Regions from separate parts of the Sus scrofa genome. Here region 2 is linked to region 1. Evidence: chromatin contacts called from public HiChIP or PLAC-seq data. All regions are on one chromosome and are shown on one strand. Each heading gives the region's core, a stretch centred on a gene start, on an enhancer-like site or on the middle of the called end of the contact. The rest is flanking DNA. Distances are from core to core; before and after follow the strand shown. Region 1 overlaps TBC1D4 (TBC1 domain family member 4). Region 2 overlaps UCHL3 (ubiquitin C-terminal hydrolase L3).

Region 1 (5,343 bases), core at 678-3,177:
GCAGCTATAACTCATCACAGACTTACTCTGCAACGGGAAATTACAAAATTCACCCTATAATCTGATAAAGAGATGACAAAATTACACTTTAAGTTGGAAAACATTCCTTTCTCACTATGAAACATACCTGTCTTTAAAGGCTGAACACTCTCTATTCTGAAAAATGGAGTTTAAATTTGCATTGTGTCATTGCTTCACAATTAAATAAATGGGATTTTGTGGGGTTTTTTGTTTTTTTGGGTTTTTTTTTTGCTTTTTAGGGCAGCACTCAAAGTATACAGAAGTTCCCAGGCTAGGGATCGAATAGGAGCTACAGCTGCCAGCCTACGCCACAACCACGGCAACTCAGGATCTGAGCCTCGTCTGTGACCTACACCACAGCTCATGGCAATGCCAGATCCTTAACCCACTAAGTGAGGCCAGGGATCAAACCTGCGTCCTCATGGATACTAATCAGATTCATTTCCACTGAGCCACAATGGGAACTCCTCATTTTATAAATTTTAAATTAAATAAAGCGTTCTTCAAGAGTCGACGTTGCTCCCTCACCTTACCCTAAGCACACACTCTAAACTCTCTTTTCTTTCATGTTGCCCCATCTTCTTTCCAGACATAATTAAGGAGTCACCACCTGAGTCTAGGAAGCAGAATTGGAAAAATGGCATAACTGAGAAAGAGGTCATCACAAGCGTTTTTCTTGTTAAGTGTTGTTGTTACACCAGTTTAGTACCCAGCTCCTCAGGGGACAGATGGAGAAATCACAATTTACCAAATGTTTATGATACACACAGATGGCCGTTTCTGTTTTGAATCTTCCATTCCTTTATTTTCCATTTGATCTGGGTGGATGTGAACACGTGCTCCCCCTGAAGGCCTTTTTCTGGGCAACGAGGGCCCCTCTGGCTGAGCACCGCCCCCTCTCTCCACCCACACCTCCCTTTCACAAGGCCAGAGCGGCTCCATCCCTGGGGGTGTTGGCTCAAATCTGCCCTCCCACACTGCTCCCCTCAATGCCACCGCTGTAACTGACAAAATCCTTGCTAATTCTCATGCAAAAGCAAGGTGAACCAATGCCTCGTAGTTTAAAATAAGCTGAACTCAGGAGTCCCCGGGGTGGCTCATTGGTTAACGAATCCGACTAGGAACCATGACGTTTCGGGTTTTTGATCCCTGGCCTTGCTCAGTGGGTTAAGGATCCAGTGTTGCCGTGAGCTGTGGTGTAGGTCACAGATGTGGTTGGGATCCCGCGTCAACTGTGGCTGTGGTGTAGGCTGGTGGCTACAGCTCTGATTCAACCCCTAGCCTGGGAACCTCCATATGCTGTGAGTGTAGGCCTGAAAAGACAAAAAAAAAAAGATGAAAAAAAATAATAATAATAATAATAAAAAGCTGAACTCAAACTCAGCTCCTGGAACAAATGAACATCTGAGGAAATCTCAAGCTAAGCTAATTCCTGGGGTGTCCCAGAGAGACTAAAAGGAAAATGAGGTTGTAATGGGCTTTCGAGCAGCTTTCCTGTTTTGTTTTTTTTGTTTGTTTTTGTTTTTTTTTTTACAGCCACACCTGCAGCAAATGGAAGTTCCCAGGCTAGGGTTCGAATCAGAGCTGCTGCTGAGGGTTAGGCCACAGCCACAGCAACACAGGATTCCAGCCACATCTGCGACCCACTTCAAAGCTTACAGCAACACCAGGTCCTTAACCCACTGATCAGGGCCAGGGCAAACCCACACCCTAACAGAGACAACATCGGGTCCTTAACCTGCTGAGCCACAACGGGAACTCCCTAAATACTTCTAAACAATCAATTATAAAAGATGGCCTAAAAATTATAACGGATGGAATTTTCTAGTGGATTTGCAGAAGCTAGTAATAATATGCACAAATTATTATGAGCAATCTGAGTGTTGGCTTTGTTTCTATGCAATCTTCAGTCTTGAGAACTCTGAGGAAACAGATGTCATGTGTCTACCAAGCATATGGGTGGCAGCATTATAGGAAGATGTTTGGTACATTTTCTAAATGTTCTAAATGATCATCATTACTTTAATGATCAGGGTTAGGCAATAACTGCAATGATAAAAACAAAAGGAATCTGATGCTGCATTCTTGTTACCAAAGATCTTTATTAAGGAACTATTTGCATGTTGTTAGCAGTAGGCAAATCCCTCCTTTGTCATTCAGTGAATTACACAAATAACTAAACAAATTATGGAGTATTTACCATGAGCCTGAATCTGCCTGGTACAAAGGGTTCAGACTAGTATACTCCAGGAACAGAATATAGTAGAGAACATAGACTTGTGTGCACAGCAATTTCAAAATAACGTGTTAACTACTAAGAAAGCAGTATTGAGGGGACCTATGAGAAGAGAAGGGCAAATCAGTTCAGTCTACGGTAAGAATGGGCTTTATAGAAGAATTTTATTTGCTAGAAGAGAGCCTATTATTACATGAGTGAAGTGTAGTCAGCTGGAGTGGGAGAGAGAAGGATTCCAGGAAAATCCCATACTCTCTGGTGAAAAGTGGCAGAAACCCAACTCAAACTGGCATAAGTAAAGAAAGAGCACTCAGGTTCTGTGTTTAACCAGAAAAGGCCAGTGTGGATTGGCCTCACTGACAGCGGAAACCAGGGGCCCTCCATCTCTTAGCTGCCTTGGCTGCCCTCCCTCTTGGCTAGAGGGGCCCCTTGCAGCCCTGTCTCATTAAGGGGACAGGATCAAGTGTGGAACATCCAAGAAGAGGGCTTCCTGATCTTGTGCATCCCTAGAGAAAGCCAAAGTGCTTAGTGGCTTACACAGGTGTAAGTGTGCCACCTGCCCAGGGGAGGTTCTCGGGCCCAGGACCTGAGAGGGACAATGACTACAAGCTTCGCTCAAACCACAGCTTCTCAAACATCAGTTTCCTGCAGCCAATGTGGCCCTGAACAGACAAAACAATAAAACCCATGACAAAGTAAGAATGTCAACAATGTCACGGGTGAGGCAGAGAAGAGCACTAAGGATAATAAAGAGGACAGAGTGACCAGCACTCTGCTAGCCCTGCGTGGGAAGCTGAAATTTGGCTGGGGAGGGTGTGGGCATTTATAGCCAGTTTTGGAGGACAGGCGATAGGCTGTACATGTGGCATATGGAAGTTCCCAGGCCAGGGATCAAATCCAAGCCACAGCTGCGACCTACGCCACAGGTGCAGCAACTCTGGATCCTTAACCCACTGCATCACAGCGAGAACTCCTACAGCCACTTTTAGATAAACATAAAAACGGCAAAGAGAAAGCAATTAAAAAGTTGTCATTAAACCATAAATTACCTATTTCAAGTACAGAAGCAGAAAAGGGTCACTAATATATATATATATATATATACATTTTTTTTTTAGGGCCACGCTTTCACCATATGAAGGTTCCCAGGCTACAGGTTGAATCAGAGCTACAGCTGCCAGCCTACGCCACAGCAACGTGGGATCCAAGCCACATCTGTGACCTACACCACAGCTCACAGCAACACTGGATCCTTAACCCACTGAGCAAGACCAGGGATCGAACCGCATCCTCATGGTTGCTAGTCAGGCTCGTTAACCACTGAGCCACGACGGGAACTCTGATCACTGATGTTTTTGAGTCTGATATGCTTTCTATATCCTTATAACCACATCCTATGTTTGGTATTATCATCTTCCATTTACGGATGAGTAAACTGAGACTGAAGACTAAGCCTGTAAAGGACACACAGTAAACAGTGGAGGAAGCAGAAAAAATCGTGCCTGTCTTACCGTGGTGTATATATTCCTTGCATACCGCCTCTTGCAAGGATCAGCACAAGTGCTGAAAAACATACAACACAACACGGACACTTTTTGCCTCAAATCTCACTTGCATTCCATGCCATTCAGTGGTTTGAGCACCGTCTCTGGGCGAGTCGCTTCCCCGTCACACACAGTGGCCCACACTTTGCCAGCATTCACTGCATCCATCTCGGGTGTCGGTGGCCTTCCTCAGCCTCTTCTCTCACACACGATGGGGAAGACAGGAAGCTACCCCTGCCACTTGCCCAGAACATTCTCTGACATGCACCATACTGCCCTACTCTCTACTACTTTTAAGTACATGTAAAAGTGGAGATTTTTAAGAGAACTTTTAGTTCTTTGCACAATCTGTTCCCACTTCTGTCCTAATATTTGCACCACAGCATGAGGACACAGCATAACTCATAAAATAAAAACAATCTACTTTCCCTTATTAAAAAATGGTAATGCGGAGTTCTCGTCGTGGCTCAGTGGTTAATGAATCCGACTAGGAACCATGAGGTTGCGGGTTCGATCCCTGGCCTTGCTTAGTGGCTCGGATCCCACGTTGCTGTGGCTCTGGCATTGGCCGGCAGCTACAGCTCCGATTTGACCCCTAGCCTGGGAACCTCCATATGCTGCAGGAGCGGCCCAAGCAAAGGCAAAAAGACAAAAAAAAAAAAAAAAAAAAAGATAATGCAAGATTTTTTCCCCTTTTACAAACATTGAGGTGTATGAGTGTAAGATAAAGGCAATGAAAATTCTTTAGTCCACTAAATAAATTACTACAGGAGACGGATCTTTCCTAATGTAATTGAATCATACAGCATATCACACATAGTACTCATCTAATATACACTGACTCAAACAACAGGGTAAAAGAGACTCGATGGCAAATTGAAAGGCTTCAAACAGATAACTAAAAAAAATTTTCATACATAAGATTGTAAAATATTTTACTTTTTTGTGTGTTTTTGTTTTTGCTTTTGCTTTTTTGGGCCATGCCTGCAGCATATGAAGTTCCCAGGCTAGGAGTCCAATCAGAGCTGCAGTTGCCAGTCTACACCACAGCTACAGCAAGGCGGGATTGGAGCCACGTCTGGGACCTACACCACAGCTCACGGCAATGCCATATCTTTAACCCACTGAGCAAGGCCAGGGATTGAACCTGCGTCCTCATGGGAGGGAGGGAGGGAGCGAGGAAGGAAGGAGGGAGGAAAAAAGAAAGACGATAGCTCTACTTTATATAGAATACCAACTAATTCCTCAAGATAGAATGGTGGAATAAAAAAATTACCATTTCACAACCATCATAGTAATAATGGATTCAGGTAAGAATCACTAGAAGAGTTCCCATCGCGGCTCAGCAGAAACAAATCTGACTGCTATCAGGACTCAGGTTCTATCCCTGGCCTCCCTCACTGGGTTAAGGATCCGGCACTGCAGTGAGCTGTAGTGTAGGTCCCAGACACGGCTCAGATCCCACGCTGCTGTGGCTGTGGTGTAGGCCAGCAAACACAGCTCTAATTCGACCCCTACCCCAGTGGGAACCTCTATATGCTG
Region 2 (5,796 bases), core at 173-2,672, 130 kb after region 1:
AACATGGGATCCAAGCTGCGTCTGCAACCTACACTGCAGCTCACAGCAATGCCCGATCCCTAACCAAGTGAGCGAGGCCAGGAATCAAATCCACATCCTCATGGATCTTAGTTGGATTGGTTTCCACTGCACTTCAATAGGAACTCCTCTTGTTGCTTTCTTATCTGCAGGTTTTTTTTTTTTTTTTCTTCTGTATTCTGTCCTATCTAGTTTGCTTCTGTCCTTACCATTTCATAATAACTACTTTTGTCAAGTTTAATCACCACTTTGGCAGATGCAGCATTCACTTTTCTGTCCCATATTTCTTGACCTCTTGGCAGCATTTGGTAGAGTAGTCCACTCCATCCCTCTGAACACATTATCATTTCTGGGCTTCTGCGATGATTCTGATTTTCCTCCTATCTCTCTGACTGGAGTTTTGCCAATTTCTTCCAATTTTTAAGGAATTCCTCAGAGTTTTGCCCTAGACTGCTAATCTTTTCTATGTATGTTCTCTCCCTACTGATGTTTTCTGTTGTATAGCATTAACACTGTCAGTTGTCACATATATGATTCTGTGTTTCTTCAAGTCCTGACTTCTCTACGAAATTGGAAACTCATATATTCAGCTACCTCTTTGATATCTCCTTTTGGCTGTTTTTTAGATACCTCAAATTTAACTTGGCTGAAAAAGAAATCTGGATTTACATCCTCTCATCTCCTCCAAATCCACTTCCCCAGTCTTTTAAGGGTACCACCATGTATCCAGTGCCCAAGTTGGCGTCATTGATTCCTCTTCAAAAATATGCTGATTTGGAGAGGCCATCCTTATACTGATTTCATTTCTTGGGTTTGAATCTCTGCTCTGAAACCTTGGGCAGGTACCTAACCTCATTGTACCTCCATTTCTTAGTTTCTCATAACCTCTCCTAATCTTGTAAAATTATCATAAGGATTAAATAAATTATTACATGTAAAATAGGCAGAACAGTATGTAGAACAAAGCACTAACTGTGTGAAGTTAGCTGTTTTTGATGTTCCTCTCTTTCCCTAATCTCTCAGATCCAGTAGATCTGCGACTCTGGTAGACCCTTCTTTCAGAATCTGTCCCAAATCTGGCCGCTCTCTTCATTTCTACCTCTGCATCCCACGCCGCCATCATCCTTAGTTTGGGCAGCTGCAATAGATTTCTACCTAGTTTTTCTGCTTTTTTCTTTACCTCCCTAAAATCTATTCTCAAAATACGTCCAAGGCAGTTTTATAAAAATGCAAGGCACATCTTGGGTTTCTTGCTTAAAACTCTCCAAACACAAAATGATGGTCTGCTGCTTGTTCTTAACATACAATTCAGGCGGCTTACTGTGGCCTAATGGGGAGGTACTGTGTATCTCTCTTGCACATATGCTGGGCTGCAATCTTTGCACCAGCCCATCCTTCGCTTGAGTCATTCTGATCTGGGTTGTTTCATGGCTGGTTTTTTCTTGTCACTCATGCTTAACTTGAAGTTACCTCCTCAGTGAGTCTTTCCATGGTTACGAAACTGCTGTCCCTTCCTCCCCCAATCACCCATCCTGAATCCACACCGACATCATGTCTTGTCTTATTTTCTCTATAATACTGAACCATCTTGTGAAGTTATCTTGTTTATGTGTTGACTTGTTTATTGGGTGTTTCCTACCACTAGAATGTAAGCTCTCTGAGAGCTAGGACATGTCTGAAGTACTGAGAATGGTGCCTGCTTCATGGGGGCTCCCAACAAATGTTATTGAGTAGAAGAAGGAATTTTTTTTTTTTTTTTGGCTGCGGCTGTGGCACACAGAAGTTCCCAGGCCATGCAGTGAACCCACGCCACCTTAGTGAAAATGCTGGACCCTTAACCTAGTGTGCCACCAGGGAACTCCTGAATAAATTTTATATAGCTGCATCATGCTCCAGAAAATCTTTCTTAAAATTATCTTTAATGTGGTCATGGATCTTTTGCTTGAATATTTCAGTGAGAAGTCTTCTATTTCATAAAGTGGTTTAGGATTTTTTAATTATAATTAGAAAAATATGTAATAATATAGAGTAATTATATTTATATTTCTTTTTATGGAAACATAGTCTGCTTTTCTGGAACTTCCTTCAGTTGTCTGTATCTTCCCATTGAAACCACACAGAGTAAATCTAATTGCTCTTTCATGATATTACTAAAAATATCTATGGAAAAGGATTATAACAATTTAAGTCTTCTCGGAACTTGCCCAGATTCTCCAGCGGTGATGTCTTCCAAAACCTTATTACTCCTGGTCACCTTTCTTTGAGCCAGCTTCTGTTTGCCATCATCCTTCATAAAATAGGCCTCCCAGAGCTGATATCATATTCCACTCTGAATAATCTATGTTGAAATAGTGCATTACTACATTATCCTGAGTAACACAGCTTTTAAAGCAGATCGGCATGGCATCACTCATGTTGACAATTGTGTAGTCAGTCCATATTATTAAGTAAACTCTTTTTCTTGGTAGCTACGTCAAATGTTTTCAGTATTTTGCCATTCTGTACTTACATACTTTCATTTTTGTTTGTTTGCTAAATATCTATTAAAATTGATTTTGCAGAGTTCCCATTGCGGTTCACTGGGTTAAGAACCCAGCATTGTGTCAGTGAAGATGTGGGTTTGATTCCCCAGCACCAGGCTTGGTGGGTTAAGGATCCGGTGTTGCTATGAGCTGTGGTGTAGCTCACAGACTGGCTCGGATCCAGCGTTGCTGTGACTGTGGTGTAGGCCGGGAGCTGCAGCTCCGATTTGACCCCTAGCCTGGGAACCTCCATATGCCTTGGGTTCGGCCCTAAAAAGAAAATAAATAAATAAAATTCATTTTACTAGTTTCCCTACTTTAGGAGCCATTGTTTTCTCATTTAACTGTCAGTTATTCTCCTAGTTCTGCATCTAGCAGTTATTACTACTAGTATAATATCAGACAATTACTAGGTAATTATGATTGCTGTAATAACCCAAATCGTTAGTAAAGTAGTAACAAGGCAGAGACTTGCTGTCCTGAGGAGGATATTAAAGACCAGAGCAAGTGGCTTTAGAACAAATTTGAAAGGAAGGTAGATTTTATTTTTCCATTTTTAAAATTAATCAGATGTTAGATTTTTTTTTGTTAACCGACTGTCACCTAAAGAATGAGGAGGAATTCATTAAAAACAAGAGGGAGAGGCTAACTGTTTTTGAGATAGAAGTCCAGTTTGCGTGCAGAAACCCGATGGAAAGAGATGGTCGCTGATATTTTGAGAACTCTGTGGCTCAAGTTAGTGAGCAAGGTACAAAACGATACCTCAAGCAGCGGGAGGCAAGTAAACAGGTCCCAGAGCAGCCTGAGCTTTGCATGTGGGTTCTAGCGACCTGACCTTGAAAAGTCACAGAACCTCCCAGGCTCAGTTTCCTCACTGGTGAAAGGATGTAATAAAACCTCCCTTGCCAGTTGCAGTAAAGGTGAAGTGTGTTAAAGCTCCTAGCATAGTTTCTGATACATGATACTCTTTAAAAGCGTTTACGAATAATTTTTTTTTTTTTTTTTTTTTGCTTTTTAGGGCCACACCCCCAGCATGTGGAGGTTCCCAGGCTAGGGGCAAATCAGAACTGCACCTGCCAGCCTGCACCACAGCCACAGCAATGCAGAGCCTGAGCTGCGTCTGCAACCTACACCACAGCTCGTGGCAATGCTGGATCCTTAACGCCACTGAGTGAGGCCGGGGATTGAACCTGCAACCTCATGGTTCCTAGTCGGATTCGTTTCCACTGCACCACGATGGGAACTCCATCTTTTTTTTTTTTTTTTTTTTTAAATAACTTAAAATATTTTGTATTTGGTGGAAATTTTATCTTTGGACCATTGAATAAAAAGGATTAGTTAAGCGGGGATCTTTGATGGGCATATGTTCTAATTTACTAATTATTTTTCTCAGCAGGCCAGACTTTAGTGGCATTACGAAAATTCAGTGAGTTAAGTTAGATTTTTTTATTATTTTATGACCCAGTGTTCAAAAAAAGCCAGAAGACTATCAACTATAATGGAAAAAATAAAAATCATAAAATAATAAAAAAATAAATTCTTAAAAAAAAAGCCAGAAGACTGATATTAGAGCTTATGAATCCCTTCATCATGCTTGATGCAAATAGGATGCTCGTCATTGTGTAGAGATGGCTTTGCAAATCCGTATACTGTATAGAATACTTTGTGAGTAGTCTGGAAAGTTTTTTTGGAATAATTTTAAAATTGTTATCTTGTTTTCTCCCTGTTTTGTAAATTTAAACAAAATATGTGAATATCAATTCTGTAGATTTCTATCTCAGCAACTACATCTAACTATTATAAAAATAACACCTTTCTTTCTTTCTTTCTTTTTTTTTTTTTTTTTGCTTTTTTAGGGCCACACTTGTGGCATATGGAAGTTCCCAGGTTAGGGGTTGAATTGGAGCTGCACCTGCCAGCTCTACACCACAGCCACAGCAACGCCGATGCAAGCCATGCCTGTGACCTATACTGCAGCTTGTGGCAATGTCGTATCCTTAAGCCACTGAGGAAGGCCAGGGATCGAACCCACATCCTGATGGATGCTAGTTGGGTTTGTTACCACTGAACCATAACAGTCCAAAAATAACACTTTTTGTAAAATACTGGAAGGTAAAAAGTTGAGTTCCCATGATCCAAGCCAACTGCTGTTAATGTTTTAGAGAATTTCTTTTTAATCTTTCTATTTCATTATGATCATCATGCATACAGGTAGTTTCCTTTGCTTTTAATTTATAAAAGTAAGATAGCTTCATAATTTAAAAAAAAAGTGAGAGATCAAATTTGAAGACCCTTTTCTTCACCTTTTCTCCACTTCCCAGACGTAGTTACTAGTAATAGCTGCTTTCTTATTCTTTCTATTCATATGATCACTTCCTTTGTGCATCTGACTCTTACTAATCAGGCGTCAAAGGCTGCATCAGGTTGCATTGCTGTACTTAATAGATATTAATTGAATTGAACTTCTTTTTACCAATCTTAGTTGATTGGCAATGTGAGTAAAAAGTCAGGGAAAGTATGATTTCAGTTAAATTTTAATCATTTTTATATTTTACTTAATCTGTTATTTAATCATTGATTGTGTCCTTGGTTTGATGCTAATCACCGCTAATAGTTGCTGCCTTTGGTTGCTAATTTTTATACTCTTTAGCTTTGGTTGACGTGGAATAAGTTTACAGCTTCAAGATAATTTACCAATTTTGTCCAGACTGTTTTTTCACTAAAACGTTGAACTGTTATTTTCAGTTTGCAGCGCAGGTGTGAAAATTACTCTGTTATGTGTACATCTTGTTTTATAACATCATAGCAGTATGGCTTTTGGAAGCTTATAAAATGAAGTAAATTTAAATCTTTTATCAGGATTTATGGTACTTTGGCCTAATAGTATGCCTTTTAGGGCTTTCAGTTCTGTGTAGGAAATATTTGGAATTGATAAAATAAATGCCCCATTTTAGATTAGAAGCCAAATGAATCTTTACTGCCTCTTTAACTTCGCACAAATAAGAACAGATATCTATTGAATACTTATTATAAACATAACAGAGACTTGTAGACATACAGATGGCCAGATCATCTATTACAATAGAAGAAACACCGTCTTTAACAAATGCAGTAAATTTGTTGCAAGTTCAACAAATATAACTTGAATGGTCTCTGGTTTGGTTAGCCACACTGCTAGGCAATGGGGTTAAAAAGATTAATAAGACACAGTTCCTTCCCTTGGGTTTGCAGTCAGTTTTAGGCCTCTTGGTTTCTA

What was found. HiChIP or PLAC-seq counts read pairs in DNA pulled down with a chosen protein or histone mark.
Region 2: a contact with region 1 is called in an H3K27ac HiChIP or PLAC-seq map of alveolar macrophages. The contact joins two enhancer-like sites. A contact is called at or near these places in 2 of 2 datasets of contacts at active chromatin or transcription factors (alveolar macrophages and skeletal muscle).

Annotation. Positions count from the first base shown.
Region 1 is chr11:47,705,359-47,710,701 of Sscrofa11.1, forward strand. The region is part of intron 1 of TBC1D4 (TBC1 domain family member 4); the gene reads right to left. Among named protein-coding and RNA genes, the nearest start is that of TBC1D4, 53 kb to the right of the region's middle. Within about 2 kb of position 1,928, at least 6 of the 83 cell types and tissues checked have an H3K27ac peak or open chromatin away from gene starts, as enhancers often do. A contact at or near this core is called in alveolar macrophages, where this site is marked.
Region 2 is chr11:47,835,194-47,840,989 of Sscrofa11.1, forward strand. All of the region lies in intron 2 of UCHL3 (ubiquitin C-terminal hydrolase L3), which reads left to right. Among named protein-coding and RNA genes, the nearest start is that of UCHL3, 9.0 kb to the left of the region's middle. Within about 2 kb of position 1,423, at least 3 of the 83 cell types and tissues checked have an H3K27ac peak or open chromatin away from gene starts, as enhancers often do. A contact at or near this core is called in alveolar macrophages, where this site is marked.